Regions from separate parts of the Mus musculus genome. Here region 2 is linked to region 1. The links are chromatin contacts, called in public HiChIP or PLAC-seq maps. All regions are on one chromosome and are shown on one strand. The core of a region is the stretch at or near the end of the contact, and the rest is flanking DNA. Distances in the headings are between cores, read along the strand shown.

Evidence for each region. HiChIP or PLAC-seq counts read pairs in DNA pulled down with a chosen protein or histone mark.
Region 2: an H3K4me3 HiChIP or PLAC-seq map of forebrain shows a contact between it and region 1, with 2.6 times the contacts expected there. The contact joins the promoter of Cars2 here to the enhancer-like site in region 1. A contact is called at or near these places in 2 of 15 datasets of contacts at CTCF or cohesin (CD8 T cells and embryonic stem cells), 23 of 484 Hi-C or Micro-C datasets (B cells, the BV-2 cell line, the G1E-ER4 cell line and 11 more), 15 of 115 datasets of contacts at active chromatin or transcription factors (the 230-238 cell line, the SCID.adh cell line, T-cell acute lymphoblastic leukemia and 9 more) and 4 of 9 other capture datasets (adipose tissue, embryonic stem cells, liver and 1 more).

The regions. Positions count from the first base shown.
Region 1 is chr8:11,415,195-11,421,419 of GRCm38.p6, reverse strand. It overlaps Col4a2 (collagen, type IV, alpha 2), which reads right to left. Exons shown (of 48, transcript NM_009932.4): 19 at 5,946-6,056; 20 at 5,345-5,494; 21 at 751-843; 22 at 98-252. Among named protein-coding and RNA genes, the nearest start is that of E230013L22Rik, 60 kb to the left of the region's middle. Within about 2 kb of position 1,554, at least 83 of the 459 cell types and tissues checked have an H3K27ac peak or open chromatin away from gene starts, as enhancers often do. A contact at or near this core is called in cerebral cortex, embryonic fibroblasts, forebrain and 2 more, where this site is marked.
Region 2 is chr8:11,546,075-11,552,102 of GRCm38.p6, reverse strand. Cars2 (cysteinyl-tRNA synthetase 2 (mitochondrial)(putative)) reads left to right here and starts at 1,332. Exons shown (of 15, transcript NM_001359137.1): 1 at 1,332-1,604; 2 at 1,795-1,845; 3 at 4,259-4,376. The coding sequence starts at 1,426.

The sequences.
Region 1 (6,225 bases), core at 305-2,804:
GCCGATAGTGTGTGTGAACGATGTTTGGCTCGCCTCAGGCACCGGCACCTGGCAGCTGCAAGGTAACCCTAGCCAGCAGGGGGCGCTCTTCTCTCACCTTGAATCCTGGGAACCCAGGGATACCGTGCAGGCCTGGGTCTCCTTGGTCGCCTTTCTTTCCGAGCTCCCCATTGACACCGGGAAAACCTTTGGGTCCTGGCAGTCCCGGAAGACCCCCGATGACCTGGCCACATTGGCAGTCTCCAGCTTCACCTGTCGTGATTAGGACAGGGTTGCATGCGTTAAGCTGGGCTTGGACTAGCAGGGGTAGAGGACAGGTGGAGGGGCTGGTGGGAGAAGACACTGAGTGCTGTGATTAAAGGCGTGCGCTGCCACGCCTGGCTTTAGAGTGCCTTTTATGCTGCATATACGTGCTGAGGTCACGGGTAGTCCTCATCCAGACATAAGGTGTTTCATAGGACTTGTACACAGCCCGAAGTTAACTTTACCCACAAGTTTTGGTGTGGCCACTTTGGCTGCGGCCCAGCGAGTGATGCCAGCTGTGGGATTCCCCACTTGCTGTGCCATATTGGCATATTGGTTCTCAGAGAGTTTCAGATTCTGTAGCATTTCAGATTTCAGATCAGACTGCCCATCCTTTACCCTCAGAGAAGTGAATGAAGGGTGGGGGCGGGGTCAACTTGCAAGAGGAGGTGACATGGGGGCTAGGTTGGGGTCACCATCCTGACCTTCCCACCCTGCAGTCCTCACCTTTCCATCCTTTCTGCCCTCGTGTTCCTGGGAAACCTGAAGGTCCCGGGTAGCCCACTCTCCCTTCTGATCCTTTCAGGCCAAACAGGAAGCCTACGGAAAAACACACAGGACAAAAGCATTTGTGAGAGTCGGCCAGATCAGTCAGGTCCAGTGCAGCCTCTCAGCCAAGTCTACCCCAGCTCCTTGCATCTCCAGACCCACACCAGCACCTCCAAGACAGAAGCTTGGACAGCCATGTGGCCATGGTCCCTCAGGATGGAACAGAGACCAGAGCCTGCAAATTTAGCTTTTCTACCAATGTATCGAGACCAATGTCTTTGCTTTTGAGGAACGTTCAGTCCAAACGAAGAATTTGACTTTTCAGCCATGTTGCTGATGGCCGCGCATCTCTGCTCAGCCTCAGAGAATGTCCCCCAAGGTGTGTGTGTGGGGGGGTGGGGGGGTTGGTGTGGGATTAAGATAAACTCAGCTCTCCCTCTGTCCCCTTTCTGGAGTGCATGCCCATCTCTTCTCAGACCTCCCCATTTCTCCTTTCTCCTGCACACATGAACACACATGTAAACCTGCAAACATGGGGGTCCTGGAAACTAACTGGAATTCTCCTAATTGGTACTGGGCATGGTTGACCTCACTAAATGACCTTGGCCCCAATATTCCTCTTCTAGGTTCACTTTTTTTTTCACTAAAGGTCAGAGTTATTAGTCACTACAGTGCCCCAATAATTGCACATATGTATATCAATTGACCAGATGAGACTCCACTAAGACCTCACAATTCTTAGAGGCCTTTGGGAAGACTGCCATCTGGTGGTGGATCCAAGGCTGCGTATCCAGGCGAGATTGGCTGTGCTGCAGGGTAGCTGAGTACCTCTGGACTCCTTTGCTTCTCATTGTCTTACTCTGTAGCCCAGGCTGGCCCCAAACTTATGGTGACTCTCTGGTCTCAGCCTCCCAGGTGTCAGGATGACAGGTATGAGCCACCAAGCCTTATTGCTGCTAAATCTAGTAGTGGTCATAGCTCCATCGAATACCCCAGGACAAGGTAGGTGCTTGTGGCTACACAGGAAAGGATAAGGAGGCAGTGACTTCAAAGGCATGGGATGGTTTGGGAGCGCCTAGGGAAGCAGAGATTTGTAGAAGAGACCAGCGGGCATTGTTCTGTGTAATCTGATCTGGCCTCACATCTAACACAGTCTCTCACTCACTCATTCATCCACCACAAGCCAGCTCCTGAGCCACGCCAGGCAGCAGGCCAGGAGCTGTGTTGGCACTGGGAAGCTGGCCTGCCTCGAGCTGACAGCTGAGATGCAGGGACACAGCTAACACGCTCAGCAAACAAATGTGAAGTTTCAGATTCTAGCTAGCACCGTGAGAGGGAAGCTGGGAGCAGCTGATTTAGAATGGGTGGTGTCCAGGGGGGTCTTCTGAGGAAGTGGCATGGACTGTGGCTGACAGAGGGAGCTGGCCAGGCGGGGAGCTGAAGGGCTCTCCAGAAATGGAACGGAGGGACCAAATGGCCCCTTAACAGTATGGAGCCATGACCAGGGAGTGTGTAAAGGGTACACGGAGGAGTGTTGTCATGGAGGAGGGGAGAAGACCCTCTTGGGCTTTTATTCCTAAGGGCAACGGGAGTCCTGAAGTGTTTTAAGGAGAGAGACTGCACCACACACTGTGAGTCCAGTGTGGAGAGTGAGGTGCCCAGAGACTCCTGGCTCAAGTACAGACGCTATGGAGGAATAGTGGTACCAGGGAATGTGTGGGTCAAAGAGGAGAGTGACAGCGTGGAGATCTGCAGCTCCGCTCTGGGCATTCTTGAGACCCAGTGCTGCTGATTCTAGTGAGAAGTTTCATGGCTGTAGCTCAGAGTACAGAGGAGGAATGGTGATGTTTTCACAGGGCTGCGTTCCCACTGGAGAGGAGAGGAGAGAAGAGGGGAAGAGAGGAGAGGAGAAAGGAGGGGAGGAGAGGAGAGGAAAGGAGAGGGGAGGGAAGGGAAGGGGAGGGGAGGGGAGGAGAGGAGAGGAGAGGGGAAGAGAGGAGAGGAGAGAGACAGAGAGACAGAGACAGGCAGAGAGAGACAAAGAGAGAGAGGTGGGGGAGGGAGGGAGAGAGAGAAGCAGTTAGAGAGGGAGAAGGAGAGGGAGAAGGAGAGGGAGAGGGAGAGGGAGAGGGAGAGGGGGCCACTGAGAAGTCCTACAAAGTATCCAGAGATAGGAATAGTGGACAGGTACTATGGAGCCGAGGAAAGCCTTTCCGCACAGGCACTGCCTATGTGCCCGTGGAACCCCTCCAGGAGATGCTTAGGTTTGGGTTGGGCTCTAGCCTAAACTGTCAAGCCCTCCTGACAGACAGAGAGAAAAGCAGACCGTAAATAGAAGGATTATCACCTGGACTCTATGAACACTTAAAACTAGAGACCTGTCACCAAGGACAAAATTGCCATTTAAAACCTGCACCAAGGACAAAGAGAGATGTCTTTCTTGGGAGTTAGTAAGGCCTTTATGAAGGCACAGTTGAGCCGTGTAGATTCGACCTCTGTCTCTCCCCTGGGTTGTTTTCTTCTACGTAATTCATTCATAATTTTAAATACATTTTTTGGGACGTGGGAGATCTCAGCATGACTTCCACGAAGAAGCCAATAGCTGATTCAGTCAGCTGTACTAGAAATGGCGCCAGCAGAGCCTTTCACCCCGAAAGACAGCTGGCATCAATGTTCGCTCCGATTCTCTGAATGACTAAGCATTCTGGCTTCCAGCAACCGCAGCACACAAAATAGGACCAAAGGCAGTTTCTGAGAGAAGACTCCAAACGTTTCAGATCTGAGAAAGGCTGAGCAAGGTAGGACTCCTGGTTTCCAGTACTAATTTCAGGGTGGATCCGAACTATGAGCATACTTCAAAAGGCCGTTGGTTGGCTAGTTTTCACTTAAGAGTTTGCTGTAGGAGCAGTTGATTTGGTAACAATGTATCGCACAGAGAAAACAACAATGTGTCTCAAAGAGGAAACAATGCAAGAAGGGCTTAAACTGGATGTCCTAACATTTTTAGTTGATAAACTTCTTACATGAGTCCCTTTTCTGCATACATCCCCTTATCAGCTGGTAATCTACTACAGGTTGCTGTCTAGATCTATTTGCTTCTGTTAGTTTATTTATGTCATTGAAGCTGTAAACCACTTAGTGAGCAAAATTCATCCATGAAGATATTGGATGCTTGTGATAGGATAGAGTGACAGAGACAATGTCCTCATTCATGGTATCGTTTATGTTTTTGACGCATGTGGGGAAAACCCTACAGACACTACACACAGGAAGGACAGGCTCATAGACATTTTTATGGTACACATGTCATCGATAAATATTTTCCTGTCAATATTAACAAATATAAATCATAAAAATTACCTTTAGCATAATAGAAAACATTAAAGATAGCTTTGCTCAGATGCATCATCCAAGAAAATATCAACACTTACTTTTCAAACGAATGTGCTATCTTCCAAAAGAAAGAGAACTGGGCAAGTAGGCTCATGTTAAGTTAAAATGTTACTGTGGGATATGAGCAGAAGCAAAGTGACTGGCTTCCTATGCGTCTGTGTTACAGAAGAATTTCTTTCTATGGAAGAGATGATACTAACAACTTTCCCTCTGGAGATGGTGCAGAGAAGGATTTTCCCAAAGCAATTAAAACAGCCTCTGAACTTGAAGTTTAACTAAACCCCAACACTACCCATGAGCAAATAGGTTGCCCTGCCCCCTGAAAGAACGACTTGAGGAGAGATTGCTGCTGGAGGTGATGTCAGGGAGTTGAAATCATTTTGGAAAGAAGTGGGTCGATGTTACTCCGGAAAGAGAAAATGACCTCATATTTCCTTTCAGTGCCTCAAAAGCCAGTCTTTCCAGCAGATGAAATGTTCCCATGAGGAATTTTTCAACATCTAATGTGTAACTGAATGCTATAGCTGAAGAGACCGGGCTTTGTGGATGACCAGCTCAAAGCTATGGCACACATACCACTCAGTAGATAAGCGTTCTTGATATTAAGGATGGCATGGACCATCACAACCTGAAAATGCTACCCTGGCTGACTCAGGGACCATCCCAGATGCTATGGGGCATCACCCTGGCTAAGTCAGGTGCTGTGGGACAGCAGGCTGGCCAAACCTTCCTCCTCATCTGCCATATATACAGACTCTCTGGGTCTCCTGTGCCCCCTGTCAGTGGCCACCATTCCTTTATGCAGCGATCCTTTCTTGCATCAATAGCTATCTCCTGTGACATTGGCTTTGCAGTGACAGAGAAGTTGACCCAGATTGCCGAAGCAGAGCAGAGGAGCTGTGAGTTAAGGAAGAAGACGCTTGCAGAGACCCAAGCACAGGGATTTCAGCTCACAGTGGGTGCCTTCCTGCTAAGTCACCGCAGCCACAGCTTACCATGCAGGACCTGTGGGACCATTGATTCTCTACAGATGGATGTGATAGCTGTTATGCTAGTTCCTGTGTGGACCCTGGGAATGCCCACCACACCCTCACTCATTAGCCCACTGGATCAACTCAGAACCAGCTTGGTTAGGCTCCAGGTGAACACAGCCACTCACCATCTGGTCCAGGTGGGCCTGCAGGTCCAGGGACTCCTTGGGGACCTGGTCTTCCATCTGCTCCTGGTGGGCCAAGATAGCGTGCAGGGGACCCTGGTTCTCCTGAGAAGCCTTTGGGTCCCATCTCCCCTGGAAGGCCTCTCATTGAATCTGAAATCCAAGAGCATTTTCAGCAGGTGAGTGTCCCCATAGGTAAGGGCTGTGCTGGCTTTCCTGTCACAGAGGGCCTGCCACCAGGAACAAGCATCAGGGTTTAGTTAACAGAAGAAGGCGATGGCCTTGGTACGTTTCTTCACAACTTGTCAACTTTTACAGCTTCCACAATGGCCTGGGATTGTGACCATTTGCTGACATCATTGGATGACACCCCCCCCCCCCCCCCAGTTCTTCCATCTGGGGACCAGATATCACTAATCACCCATTGGGGTCATAATCTAACCTTGCTGGGGTTACTGTTGCATGTGCCCTTCATCTCATCAGAGCTGAGACCACTCCATGAGAAAGACAGATAGAGCCACAGGAAAGCCACGTGGCCAGCAAAGCCTACTACAGGTCCATATCCAGAGACTAGGTATGTTCAGATGCTATGAAACGCCATTACCTTCATCTCCGACGGATGGGCCTGGAGGACCCGCGGTTCCAGGCTCTCCCGGTTCGCCTCGGCTTCCTGGCTCCCCATGAGCACCTTGGAATCCTGGGTCACCTCGGGCACCTGCAACCAAGACAGGTCCCATCAGTTAGAATCAGATCATTGCCTAGGAACAAGCCTGTACCATAGTAGCAAGGGTGCCATCTACAGACCATTTCAGGCATCCAACTTCCCAATAAGTCCAATGTATATACAGAAGAGAGTCAGAGAGCTTTCAAATGCTGAAAATACA
Region 2 (6,028 bases), core at 83-2,582, 130 kb before region 1:
TGGAGACCACGAATTTGACTACCATAGTGCATAGAACACAGTCTGTATTACCTGGAAGTCTAGCTTCGGGCAAGCAGTTAGAGGACAGAACTTTCAGGAAAAAAGTAGGGAACAACATGTCTGCCTAATCATTTGCCTTTCAAGAGAGCATCAAAGAAAGGGGGGAGGCCGGGCGTGGTGGCGCATGCCTTTAATCCCAGCACTCGGGAGGCAGAGGCAGGTGGATTTCTGAGTTCGAGGCCAGCCTGGTCTACAAAGTGAGTTCCAGGACAGCCAGGGCTACACAGAGAAACCCTGTCTCCAAAAACCAAAAAAAAAAAAAAAAAAAAAAGGGTGGGGAAGACCAAAAATACTGAAAGACCTGAGCATGCTTAGTATCAGACAGACTTGACTGGACAAGCAAAGGACTCTTTACTTTTGTAAGCCACCAGTAGGGGTGCATTTGTGGGGGTAATTTGAATGTAACTCCAAACAGTCCTCAAGAGATGAACGATAGACTTCTGCTCTCGTTTTCATTTGTTTTTAAGGCAGGGTCTCTTGCAGCTGAGGCAGGTCTTGAACTCATTGCTGCTCCTGTATCTCTCTCCCAAAATCTTTGATTATCGATGGATGCCACTATTTTGACTCTAAAAAGTTTTAAATGATTTATTCTTATGTGTAACGGTATTTTTGCCTGGATGTCTGTCTGCGGACCACATGCATGTAGTGTCTGATGAGTCCAGAAGAAGCCTTGGCCCCTCTTGGAACAAGAATTACAAACTTTTGAGTAGCCGTGTGGATGCTAGGACTCAAACCCGGGTCCTCTGGAAGGGCAGTCGTTTCTCCAACAGGCATTTCCAGTTACAGGTTCTTGAGGAAAGGATCATTTCCTGGTGTGGTTCTTTCATTCTAAGCCCATAGAACAGTAAGAAGTACACAAATACTGCATGTACAGGGTTGCAGACAGCAGTTTGGTATGTAGTATTGATCTACACGTACTGATTGTGGCAAGGTACATACTTGCAGATATGCTGTACGTATGATGGGGTACAGGGTGTGTTAAGGCGCACATATTGAGGTGTTTAAATGAGGACATGATGACCGCGGGATGGTGTATAGTGTGTTGGAGTGGTGTGCTGAGATTGGGTACATATTGCGGGGCACACCGGGTCCCAGCAGCAGACACAATGATGTACACCGAGCCCAAGTTACCCATAAGGAAAGGCGAGGAGATCTGCGCTAAAATGGGGAAGGGTTCGAAGTTCCCGCCTCTCTTCCGCTGCCACCGTGCCCAAATGCCTAAATATTGCCAGACTTCAGGCAGAGTGTAGCCTCTTCCGGGAGTGGGCGGAGCCCCATGAGGAACGGGCGTGGCTTCTGGTTCGCCCGGCTGGGCCTGGCCTGCAGGATCTTGCCTTCCGCCTGTTCGCTGGATCTGTCCCCAATATGCTGCGGGCGCGCGGGCCTGGGCCCGGCGCTCTGCTGCTCCGGGCCGCGCTGGGTCTCGGGCGGCGCGGGCGGTCATGGCAACGGCCGCAAGGCCAGGACACCGGCGTGCAGGTGCATAACAGCCTCACTGGCAGGAAGGAGCCGCTGATAGTGGCCCGCTCGGACGCAGTCTCCTGGTGCGTGCGCCGGGAGAGGCAGGGCGGAGCGAGGCGGGGCGGGAAGGTGCGCAGGGGCAAGTCAATTCTGAAAGCCTGACGTGGTCTCCCGAGCGTCACTTAAACACCGCGCGTGTTCAGTGAAGGTTGTTAAGGAAGACTTAGGGCTCCTTTTACATATCTCACATGGTGGATCTTAATATGTTCCCAGGTATAGCTGTGGACCGACTGTGTACGACCATGCACATCTTGGCCATGCTTGGTGAGTTTCCTAGATTTGAACCTTTGACAAAGTCAGAGGGTTATTTATTGTGCAAAGAGTAAACTGTTAGCTTGTTTTATAATCTGTTAAGTGAACTGAGTGATGATTGCATTCTGGGAATTGTGAGACACCGGAATGTTGGTCTCTTTGGTCTTCATAGCTGTTTGGAGTTGCATACCCATTGGAGTTACTGTGAAGGAATAGAGAGTGACCCGTTTGCGAATTAGATGTTTCTAAGGTTGGTCCAGAGACCCGAATCCAACAGTGGGGGATCATTGCCTGGTCTTGGACGGATCACATTCTTGCTGGAATCATGGTTCTTATTTTGAGTGAAGACAGAAATGACAACATGACATCTTCATGGCAGTTTCTGGAAATGTCTATGAAGTGCCGCTTAGCACAGCGCCCCCAAGTGTTCTAAGTGCTCCACCACTGACCCACTGACCGAATACTGTCTTGCTAGACTCCAGGGAGCATTGGAGCAGTATTTGTTGACATTTCCCATCTCTTGATATTTTAGTTGTTGTCTTGCACTTTTTTGTTTGTTTGTTGTTTTTGAGACTGAGTTTCTCTGTGTAGTCTTGGCTGTCCTGAAACTCACTTTATAGACCAGGCTGGTCTCAAACTCAGAGATGTCCCTGTCTTTGTTGGAATGCTGAGATAAAAGGTATACGCCTACTGCCTGACTCTTGCACAGTTTTAATTGGGTATTTTTAAAAAGATTTATTTATTTATTATATGTAAGTACACTGTAGCTGTCCTCAGATACTCCAGAAGAGGGCATCAGATTTCATTACGGATGGTTGTGAGCTACCATGTGGTTGCTGGGATTTGAACTCAGGACCTTAGGAAGAGCAGTCAGTGCTTTTAACCACTGAGCCATCTCGCCAGCATCCTTAATTGGGTATTTTTAGACCTAAATGAAACGCAAGTGTGGAGGCCAGAGGACATCCTCAGATGTCATCCTCAAGTGCTACCTTCTGTCTGTTTTGAGACAGAATCTCTCACTGCCTTGGAAGTCCACAAACAGGCCACGCTGGCCGGGAAGCTCGTCCCCAGGGTCCACCTGTCTCTGCCTCCAGCACTGGGGTAGTGGGGACAATCCGAGAGAACAAGAGTGGTAAAAAGCTCTTGTTGCTTGGCAGTGGTGGCGCACACCTTTAATGCCAGAGCTCTGGAGGCAAAGGCAGGTAGATCTCTGTGAGCTCAAGGCCAGCCTGGTCTACAGAGCAAGCTCCAGGACAGCTAGGACTACACAGAGAAACCCTGACCTAAAGCAACAAGAACAAAACAGTCTTGACATTGAGTTTTGTATCAGGATTTTTTACACACTTAAATACATGCAAACTCATCCAACAGCTTTAATCTTAAAAAAGGCAATACAGTGTCCCAAACTGATGTGATTGCTTTTGTTGCGTCTCACAAGGCCCTTCTGGGCCTCCAGGTGGGACCCAGTTTGTAAGAAAGTACTTGGCTTAGTTCCCTATGAACCAAGCATCAACTGTAGAACACTGTTTGGAAGTTACATAGTAGCGTGTTATACTGTAACCCATTTCTTTTCAAGAATAAAGCTGATGGGGCCCACAAGATGGCTCCCTGGGTAAAGGCACCTCTTGTAAGAACCTGATGACCTGAGGTTGATCCCCAAGATTCACTTGGTGAAAGGAGAGAACCAAGCCCCGAAAACTGTCCTCTGACCTCAACATACATTCTGCACATCTGCCTCTCCTGTGTGTGTGAGAGGCACACATACACACACACACACACACACACACACACACACACACACACACAGAGCATTCATACCACAGACACTATAGTAGCAGTAGTAAACATTGTGTCCTGGAGAGATGATGTAATGCTCAGAGTACTTGTTTATAGATGAACTAAGTTCCTCCCATCACCCACATGATGGCTCACAACCGTCAGATGCACACATGGTGCACATACATACACACAGGCAAAATACATGCACATGAAATAAAACAAGATAATCAAAAATAACATAATTTTTAACAGCTGGGCAATGGTGGCGCACACCTTTAATCCCAGTAGTTGAGAGGCAGAGGCAGACAGGTCTCTCTGAGTTTGAGGCCAGCCTGGTTCCAGGACAGCCAGGGCTATACAGGGAAACCCTGTATGGAAAACCAAAAAACAACAACAAAAAAACTAGGTTAAAAATAAAATACTGGTCAGGTAGTGGTGGCGCACACCTTTAATCTCAGCACTTGGGAGGCAGAGGCAGGTGGATCTCTGAGTTCGAGGCCAGCTTCGTCTACAGAGTGAGTTCCAGGACAGCCAGGGCTGCACAGATACAGAGAAACTCTGTGTCGAGAAGCCAGAAAATAGAATAAGTAAATTAACGCCGTTGATTCTGTGTGTTGAAGACAGCCTGGCAGTGTTTTTCTTTCAGCTCCTATGTTAGATTTGACATTATCCGGAGGATCCTGACCAGAGTGTTTGGATGCAATGTGGTCATGGCGATGAGCATTACCGACGTGGATGACAAAATAATCAAGAGAGCTAACGAGGTAAGCAGCCTCCCTCACATTGACCGGCAAGCCGGTGGCTGAGCGGCCGTTCCCTGCCGAGGCTACTTTCATGTATTCCTAGTACTTGTGACCCTTTATGTGTCCCGAAGACTCTTCTCCAAAAAAAAAAAAAAAAACCAGACCGAGATGGTGGCAGGTCCCACCGAGGGAAGTTAAGTCAGTGGAGAGCGGAGAAGCACCCCCTCCAGGGGTGTCCACTGTCCTCTGACCCTTGTCCCCGTCCCTCCCTGTGATGAGTGCCTCACTCCAGCTCTACCAAGACCCCCTGGGCCCTGACTCTGGCCTTGGACACCCCTGTGTTCCGATGCCTCATTTCCACATTTCTCTTGTTTTGCTGTTAGACACAAGCTCTTATCCTGTCGCCCAGGTTGGCCTCTGTAGCTCAGATCAGCCTCGCCTAGGGAGTGCTGCAGTCTTGTCTCTTGACCACCAGGAGGTGCATATGTGTCCCTCACCATCACAGTCTTGGGAACCCAGAGCCACGGATGGTGTGGGCCTTGGAGTGGGCCCATAGCCCCAGGCTTCTGACTTCAGCTCTGTGCAGGCAGGGCCTTCTTATGGTGTGCATGCATGGCCTCTACTTGAGGCCTGCTGCAGAGAGCATGTCTTTCCGCACAGGTTGACTGCCTCCTCGGTCTGGGCCCCACACCAGCTCTGAAGACTTGGTGGGAGAGAGGTAGTTATCCCAGGAAGCAAGCATGAGGTCAGGGGCTCTCTGGGTTCTTCCACTGATTGGGCATTGTGCCCTGAATGCCACTATCACCAGAGGGCTTTCCCTTTTCAGTGAGGAGACATTTTCTGAAATGTTTGTGGGATTTTTGTTTGTTTGTTTTGGGTTTAGTTTTTCTTTCTCTTTCTCTCTCTCTTTTTTTTTTTCTTTCTTTTCTTTTTTTTTTTTTTTTTTGAGACAGGGTTTCTCTGTTTAACCCTGGCTGTCCTGGAACTCACTTTGTAGAAGAGGCTGGGCTCAAACTCAGAAATCTGCCTGCCTCTGCCTCCTGAGTGCTGGGATTAAAGTTTTATGCCACCACTGCTCAGCCTGTGTTGTGTTGTTTTGTGTTATGTTTTTGTTTTTTTTTTTTTTTTTGCAAGGTTTCATATAGCCCAACATGTCTCCTAACTCTCTATGTAGCTGAAGATGACCTTGAACTCTAAACTCCACCCTTCAACCTCCCACCTTCCATGAGCCGGGATTACAGGTGTGAGCTACCACACCCGCTGCTCTTCTGGAACTTTCTGCTCATTTTCACACCTGAGGGTTACTGTGAAACTGTCCAGTCCTTTGTGTTTCTGAAGCCTGTGGGACATTAATACCTCCCACAGCCTCTCTTTCCTCCTTTATTTTTGAGACTGAATACTTGTAACATAGACCAGGCTGGCCTAGAGCTCCACCTGCCTCCTCCTCCTGTGTGCTGGGATTAAAGGTCCACACCCGGCTTTGATTTTCTTATCTTGAATCTGGTGGAGGTCTGAAGGGAAGCTGACCTCAGTGGTGGGAACAGGCCTCCCAGAGGAGTCTTGGGAGACCTTTGCCCCTTGGAACATGTGTGGAAACCCCTCATGAGACTTCTCTTGTGTCCAGCTCCACAGTGGGCAGCTGCTATCTCATTCCCTGGCCTTTGTGAAGAGCA